Regions from separate parts of the Rattus norvegicus genome. Here region 1 is linked to region 2. A link is a contact called in public HiChIP or PLAC-seq data. All regions are on one chromosome and are shown on one strand. Each heading gives the region's core, a stretch centred on a gene start, on an enhancer-like site or on the middle of the called end of the contact. The rest is flanking DNA. Distances are from core to core; before and after follow the strand shown.

Region 1 (4,310 bases), core at 213-2,712, 110 kb before region 2:
CTCCAGAGAAATGCTATTTATTATCTTGCTCCCCCTGGCTTGCTCAGCTACCTTTCTTACACGCCAAAGACCACCTGCCAGGGTCAGGACTGTCAGCAGTGGGTTGAGCCTCCCCACATCATGCAACCAAAAAACAATGCCCCCACGGATTTGCCTGCAGGTGAACAGGGCAAAGGCATTTTCTAACTGAGGGTTCCTTTTCCCTGAAGATCCTTGTGTCAAGCTGACAAAAACCTAACCAGCACAAACCTCTTAAAATAGAAAGTCTAAGAAGAAAAATAATTTCCAATAAAAAATATAGTATATGTAGAATTAACAGAATAGTACACATACTCTAATAACAAGTATAGATACTGCATGAATTTCTCACATATATAAAAGGAGTATCTTCAAATCAAAAAGTACAAGATTCTTGTAATGACACTCTATTAAGAAAGACGTCTAAATCTTCAGAAATTGATAATCACTTTAGTATTCATAATGAATCTGCACTACAATACAGTAACAATAAAATGGAATCATTTATATTTCTCTGATCTACTGATATGCTTTCAATATTCCATTTCTATCTCAAAAAGAAAAATTTAACTAACCCAGCTCTCAAGTCATTTATAAACCTCAAAATATCTTTAACCAATTTCTCAAATATTAAGAATTTAATAATTCACCAAAAACACAATAACCCATCTAATCAAACTTAGATATTTAAATTGTTTGCTATTGAAGTCTTCCTGAGCAATCGCAATGTTAACTTAAATTTTCACTTCTGAAACATGTTAGTTAACCAGTTTCAATTTTAGAACCATTTACTCTTATATTTAAAAAGGTTAATAAGAAACATCTTTACACATACATAACTTCTGTTAATTCTTTTTCCTATCATAGACAAGATTTCTGTCTCCATTTTAGCAAATTACCAAAGATGACACAATGTGGTTTGAATTTCAGCACTCAAGACAATAAATAACAAAACGGGCAGGATGGGCAAAGTCACAGATAAAGTTTCCCGATTTTAACAGGCATAACTATTTGGTTGTGATAAATGGGATGGGCACATAAGAATACCACTCCTTCCAACTAAATCACCTGATTTTTTTTTTCTGGCCAAAGAACCAAATTAAGGGTTTAAGTCGTTAAGCCTAAGTTCAAAGTATGTAATTTTTCAAAGAAAATAAGTTACCAAGAAAGAAGAAAACACTTACATTTGGAGCATGACCTGGTTCAAGAATACCCCATCCACCAAAGCCACGTACTCATCCAGGTTAGTCCCATTTCCTGCAGCCAGTGGTCCAAATGTTTTAACCTAGAACAGAAGGATTATCACGACGTGAACGCCCACCTCCATCTCTGTAGCCACAAATAACACGGCCAAATATACCATAAAGGACATCTTCCTTACCCAAGTGACCAAAGGGCTGGTCATGAACTGCTCCAGAAGGGGAGTAAAGATTTCGTTCTCCATTTTACAAATTATGTATTCAGGAGGGGGTGGGGGAGGAAGTACCACAAATACGCCCAGGGAATTGGTCAGTAAACGCAGAAGTAAGACGGAATCAATGAAAGTCCATTTCGGCAGGGGAGGAAAATCCCATCGAAGAGGGGAAAGAACTCTCCCTCCTCAGCCCCCCCGGGAAAACGAGCCCGAATCCCGCGCTGAGCCGCAGCGGGCGCTGGCAGTCTGCACCCGGTGAGGAGGGGCAGAAAAAAAGGCATCTGGAGGAGGAGGACGTGGAGAGCGGCCGGGGCACGAGACAAAAAGCCCGTCAAGGTTGTCCCGCTCCCGGGGGGAACCGGTCAGCGGAGGGGCCGCCAAGGACTCAAGCTCAGCGTGGGGGCCGAGGGGGCCGGGCTGGACCTGGGCGAGAGGCTCTAGGCGTTCCGGCCGCCGGCGGGCACGGGCGCCGGGCGCCGGGAGCGTCCGCCCGCAGCCTCACCGCCTCAGATGCGGCTCGCCCCTCGCCGGGCGCTCAGCATCCCTCCGCGGCCTCGCGCTCGCTTCAGCACCCTGGCTCTGCCCGGGGCCGGGAGCTCCGAGGCGTGTCCCTGACCGTCTGGCTGCAAGAGCCCCGCCAGCCTCCGTGTGCCTCGGCGACGCCCGGGCGCTCCGCCGCCGCCGCCGCCGCCGCCGCCGCGCTCCAACCTCCTCCGCCGCCCCCTGGAGGATCTGGGGTAACGGCCTCGGAACCGCAGTGCCGCAGCACACCCGCGGCCGGCCTGGCGGGCGAGCGCGCCGCTCCCTCCGCGCCGGTATCCTTCCGCCGACTCCCCGCCCTCCCGCTCCTCTGCCTCTGGATTGTGGGAGAAGAAAACCGCTGCATGAGCGCGCCCCCGCGCGCGCGCGCCCGGCCTGCCCGCCGCCGCCCAGATTCTGGCGGAGCGTGGACGCGCGGGCTCTGCAGTTGCGGCGGGGGCCCGCATCGAGCCCGCGCTCCGGACGTTTGCCAGGGTGTAGGGGGGCGGACATGGGCAAGACTGAGAAACAGGGTCTGTCTGCTTGCTCGCTCATGCCTGATTATGGTTTATTTCCTCCCGGAGCGCCTTCTTTGATGTGTGAAGGAAAGGGAACGAAACCCATCTCTTTTAAACACGAGGGATGCAGGCATCTTTCGGACACTTTGATTTTCTCGGTTAAACATGCTTTCTCTCTCCCTAAAAGGCCTAGGAAAACTGCAGCAAAAAGCAAAGACACATCTTGGGGCGGAGGGTGGGGGGGGGGGACGGAAAAAAGAGGTTGTTTTAATTTTCCCTTCTTTTCCTTAAGATAAATAAATAAATAAATAAATAAATCAGTCATCTAAAGCAGAAATATTTTTTAAGAGTTGTGAATAACCAAAGCTGCCTTTCAACGTGGGATTTCCTGACTGGAGCTACCATGATTCAGGCATTATTTTTTGACTTTTGGTCATTGAAAAAATATCCAAACTGAGAGCCACAAGAGAAAATATTTAGACATTATCCAAGTTGTGTGACAAACATTTGTTAAAAATCATTTATGTTATACATTAGTGGGTCCATCAAAATATGACAGTTCCCCAGCAAATTAAATGTTATTCTTCCTCATACCCATACCGTGCCCAGGAGAAGATGGAATAGAAAAAATCTTTCTCCAAAAACAATATAGTATTGTGATATTACAATGCATTTTATGTTCACACTGTGCCTGCAGGTACATATATATCTTCTTTGACTACTCATTTTTAATGACGTCTAATTTTTGTACATTTTATTTTATGTTGATTGTATTAATTTTTGCCTTGCATGGAAGTCTGTTCCCCACTTATGTGCCTGGTTCCTGTGGAGGTCAGAAGAGGGCGCTAGATCCCATGGAGCCATGATGGCGAATGTTAGAGGCAGCCATGAACCATTATGTGGATGCTGGGAATCAAATCTTTGTTCTCTGCACCAGTAGCCAGAGCTAGTAACCACTGAGTCATCTCTCCAGCTCTCATATTTTAAGTTACCAGTAAACATGTTTTATCGTATACTAAATTAAACACCACGATTCCTTGGAGGCTGACTCCAGGATTTCTGAGAGCAAGACTCACTAGCTGTGTGAATCTAGACACATTGCTGAAGCACTCTGTGCTTCAGTCTCTTCACATATAAAGCAAGACAACCAGTAAGAATCCATGAGATGGCAGCTCATTGGAAATGGTCTGCTACTGTGAGCAGCAGTATTATAGTCATTATTCCCCAAAATGTGAAATCTTTATCAAAAACTTGAAACACTAGCTTCTAATGGAGTTCAGTCGCAGGAAGAAATGCCTTGCTTCTGGAGTATCGGGAAACGAATGCCCTTCTAAAATCATCGTGCTTCAGATTAAATTGCATTCGTGTGGTACAAAGCACAGCCTTGCATTTTCCTGGCCTATCCACAAATCCTGAGTCATCCTGGTTGCAACCAGTCTTTTCCCTTTGCTCTTTCTGATTCTTCCTTAATCACAGTTCTTTAATTGGCAAGTGAGGTAGAGAGGGAGGGGTGGCTTCCACATGGAAGCATGGCTTTTAGGAGCTCTCAAACCTGACGGGTTTTTTTTTTTACTTTTCTTTGTAATCCCTCAGAAACCTAACAACATGAAAGTACCCATACCAATGTTAGCGCTGTTGTGAGACGAATACCAGTGTTAGCACTGTTGTGAGACGAAAACCAGTGTTAGCGCTGTTGTGAGACGAATACCAGTGTTAGCGCTGTTGTGAGACGAATACCAGTGTTAGCGCTGTTGTGAGACGAATACCAGTGTTAGCGCTGTTGTGAGACGAATACCAGTGTTAGCGCTGTTGTGAGACGAATACCAGTGTTAGCGCTGTTG
Region 2 (4,226 bases), core at 1,263-3,762:
GGAACCCTTGCCTTGGTTCTGTTGCATGGTTCCCCCATCACGTGGGGCTCTCAGTGCTCACTCCTGATTAGTATCTGAAGATAGTCCCCCCCCCAACCCTCCATGAATACTGGGGCTAGGTGGTGACCTTGTTTCCAACTTATGCCTGGTTCAGATAAATCTCTCTCTATCCCCCACATCTCCATGATGCAGTGAAATTGTGATGCATTATTGTAAGTGTTTCTACTTGGATGGAAGGATATTCTTGGACTCGGAAGCCCAGGAAACATACAGCTCTGAGGTGGGACAGTGTCCCAGTGAAAGGGCATCCTGATACACGGGGGCCCAGGAACCTTAAACCTCTGAGAGGAAGCCTCATCAGAGACATTGTAGCTCCCAAGGGAGGGTATCCCAGCTGAGGAGTTCAGGAGCCTCAGTCCTGCTCCTTTTCTTCAAATCTTCTCTTAATTTGTTCCTTTCTTCTTGGCTTCTTCATACTGGTGAGTCATACCAGACAGGAAATATTATGAAAGAGATTTATTGGAGGGTTCATAGTGTAGAGGGACAAATCCAGGGATGCCCGCCCTCTGCTTCCAGGAGCCCTGGACAAAGGGTCAGGGCTTGTATAGGATTTCTGAAGGGCAGAACTTCTCAGGGCAGAGATTTCCAGTGTTAGGATTGGTGGGATTTCAAGTCCTAAGCTTGAGGTGGCTCAGGAATTGGTGGGTTTTCCTGCTCAGTGATTGGTGGCTTTTTTCCCCACCCCATTTTTCTTGCATCAGGCCCATGAGGTTAGGGTGAGAAGTTCTTTCTGGATTTAGCTGGCTTTTGCTGAGGCACTGTCTCTGTGGGGCTGCTGGGGTGTTTTTGTGTGGAGAGAGGCTAGAGAGTAGGTACTGCCACTGTGGACAGTTCTTGTGGGACAGTTCCTGCAGTGGTGTTTCTTAAAAGCTGTAGGCCGAGGCACAAAAGGTGTCATCATTGTGGACAGCTCCTGAGGAGCAGCTCCAGCTGAGGTGGGAAAGCAGTGCACCACTGTGGACAGCTCCTCCAGCTTCTATCTGTAGGCTGATGAGATGTGGTGCCACCGTTTTTTTGACAGAAGCTATCATTTTGGACAGCTCCTGTGGGACATTTTACTGCGGAACCAGGGCAATAAGAAAAATCCCCACAGAAATGACCTTTTGGTCCATAACGAAATTCTTGGACAGAAGATAGAATGAGCTGGTTAACATACTAATTGCTAACTTGAGAGTTGGGTCCTCCCTCTATCAACATTTTAGTATATTTCGCAGTACTTCTCAACCAGTGGGTCTCATATCAGAAATCCTGCACATTAGTTTTATAACAGTGGCAAAGTTACAGTTATGGTGTAGCAATGCAATAATTTTATGGTTGGGGGTCACCACAAGATGAGAAAGTGTATTAAAGGGCTGCAGCATGAGGAAGGTGGCAAACCACTGAAACGTTGGGATCCTCGGGGTCTTCTGCCTCTAATACCCACTTGGTTCCTCCTGGGTTTTCTATCAACAGTTGCTGCAGCTCCTGCCCCCAGCCTGACCTGGTAATCCGCTGTCCTCCCACCACACAGCCACCTCTGGTTCTGAGTCCTCCTTCACTTCCACTTTCATGAAACTGAAGTTGTATTCTCTGCTCCTTCAGCTCCTCACCACTCTCAGCGTGGTATTCTGAGGGCAGAGACTTCTCACTGCTAGACTGGAAACTGTTCCTCTAGACCTTAAAGTGGGTGAGGGCGCTTTCTAAGGTTCACCGTCCTTGGTTTTGACTGTGAGTTTGATGTCAAGGTTTATTTAAAATAAGTTCTCATTATATAGTCTTGGTGGGCCTGGGACTCACGGGTCTGTCTGCCCCTGCCAATCAAGAGTATTAGAATTAAAAGGAGTAAGCCGCCATATCTAGTTATAAGATTTTTGTGTGATTCTTGGGAGTCCTCTGGCCCTTAAGTAGGAAGAGAGCAACCTGGATACTTTTAAAAAACTGTCTATGAAAGCCTATTTAAATGAAGATTAACTGAATTTGTAATTGTCCTAATTTTAGCTATTGTTAACTGTGCTTAGGGTTAAAGACCCATCCTTAGACAGCAAGCAAGCGAATGCAGAACCAATTAGTAAACCTCACAGAGCTTAGTTTGCTTAGTTTTGTTTTCAAACTATACTTCAGCTACAGGGCCAGGGGCTCTGAAAACCCTTAGGGGTGAGGTGGGAGAGGGCCTCATGGTAGCCACGCCCTCGGCACGCCATTTTAAGACAGGCCGCGCGCGCACACGGGAGCGCGAACGCGGTCTCCAGGCGCGGTAGCCAATACCTGCACTTCTGCTTTCAGCCTAGCAACTCCAGACCAATGAGCGGAGGGCTATCGTTTGCACCCCCTTCTCTTCCAGCCAATAGGAAACGTTCCTATGCCCCCGCCCCTCTCTAGGAGCTCAGGACTCGGGCCTCACTTCCGGACCGCTAGGTATGTTGTCATAGCGACCATTTTACGTTAACTGGTTTGTAGTGTCTAACCCCGGGGCCAGGCGATTGCGGGGACCGTGTTGCCCGCATTCCCCGTCGCTTCCTGCGGCCGAAAGGCCAGACTGGGCCGGGGGAATCCGGCCTAGGCGTCCGCGTCGCCCGGTGCGAGCGGGATGGCTGCGGAAGAAGAGGACGAAGTGGAATGGGTGGTGGAGAGCATCGCTGGGTTCCTGAGGGGCCCGGATTGGTCTATACCTATCTTAGACTTTGTGGAGCAGAAATGCGAAGGTAAGAACTAGATCCCGAACAAGCCGAATATTACTGTCTGCCTGCGGGGCCTAGGACAGTTTTGTAGAAGGAATTGCATACACCCCTTCCCTAGTAGGGCGTTCGTTTGCAGACACGAAAGTGCGCACCAAGACCTCTCACTCACCTTGCCCTGAGCGCTGGTCCTGAACACAGTAGAGTTTAATCCCTTGTTCAGCTTGTCACTTCACCCTGCATCTTTCTATCCCTCTCAAGAGGACCGTTTGGGTAACCAGCATCTTCCCCAGTTATTTGGGAGAAGCGTTGTTTTGCTTCGAGTTGCTTCTGAGCCATGAGATGTCTCCCTGTGGACTCAGTCTATGAAATGAAAACAAATTCACTCTGGCCGTTTTATCTGCAAAGAAGGACATTTGATTACCCCGGCAGGACCAAAGCAGGCGATTGGGAGGAAGACTTTTCTAAACAAACGAGATATACAAATGTGGAATTCTTTTGCAGGATCGGCATCAATGCTTTGTGATCGGTTCATATACTGTTCGTATCTGAGTTCATCTCAATCACAGACAATGTCCTATCCAACCTTTCTCGTGGTTATTTGCCTAGGCAATACTTGGAGGTTAGCAATATCCATCATCGGAACTTGTCTCTCAAGTTAGAGGGACTAGACTTGTTTGTAAAGATCAGTGCGATAGAGTTGGGTGAGTGAATGCAAGCTTCAAAGGGAAGGAAATCTTGTATACAGTTTTGCAGGATGAGTTGGCCTGCTTGAAAGGTGATGGGTTTCCAGCCTTTCGAAGTATCTGAATATATCTGACAGAGATTGTACTGCAATGCAGTTTGTCTGAGATTCAGCTAACAAAGGACTCTTATCCTGAATTGTCTTGCAAGGCTTCTCTTGAACCCAAGATTCTATGGATCTAGTAAAGAAAGAACTTTTTTTGATCAGTGAATCTTTTATTTTATTCTAACTATTAAAATTCAAACAGTTAAGTGTTTTGGCAGGCAACTTTTAAGAAGATTTGGAAAGCAAAGCAATTAACATGTGTTCCTCTGTAGAATTTAGAGTGCTGTTAAAAGGTTGATGAAACATGGGAAAAGCCTGACCTCCTGAAGGAGGGATTGTGTCACCCACTGATTTTCATCTATCATTGAGACTAAATCCTGTGGGGAAATCGTGTGGGGCATAGAAATGGTTTGGCTTCTATCCACAGTGTCAAGAGTGGCTACATCCTGGTAATAACAACTCTGTGCATTTTCACAGAGAAGCAAAGCTAGGGCTTAGAAAATGCACCACAATGTTGTGGTTTTAGAACTGAAAAGAGTTTAGTGAGCATTTGTATTGAATGCATGTGGAGTGTCACAGAGGACAAATGCAAAGTAAAGACTTCATCCTTCACTGATGTGGGGCTGCCTCAGGATATTCAAAGGTCAGGTTAGACAGCTCTGTGATAGCAACATTTCAGTATTCACTGAGTTACCTTAGACCCGACCCTAGGGATAGAAATG

Evidence for each region. HiChIP or PLAC-seq counts read pairs in DNA pulled down with a chosen protein or histone mark.
Region 1: a contact with region 2 is called in an H3K27ac HiChIP or PLAC-seq map of oligodendrocytes, with 4 times the contacts expected there. The contact joins the promoter of Ccdc88a here to the promoter of Cfap36 in region 2. A contact is called at or near these places in 4 of 12 Hi-C or Micro-C datasets (the A7r5 cell line, Schwann cells, frontal cortex and 1 more) and 1 of 1 datasets of contacts at active chromatin or transcription factors (oligodendrocytes).

What each region holds. Positions count from the first base shown.
Region 1 is chr14:107,302,550-107,306,859 of GRCr8, reverse strand. Ccdc88a (coiled coil domain containing 88A) reads right to left here and starts at 1,462. Exons shown (of 31, transcript NM_001427796.1): 1 at 1,400-1,462; 2 at 1,203-1,303. The coding sequence starts at 1,462.
Region 2 is chr14:107,190,692-107,194,917 of GRCr8, reverse strand. It overlaps Cfap36 (cilia and flagella associated protein 36), which reads left to right and starts at 2,512. Exons shown (of 10, transcript NM_001024866.2): 1 at 2,512-2,741. The coding sequence starts at 2,627.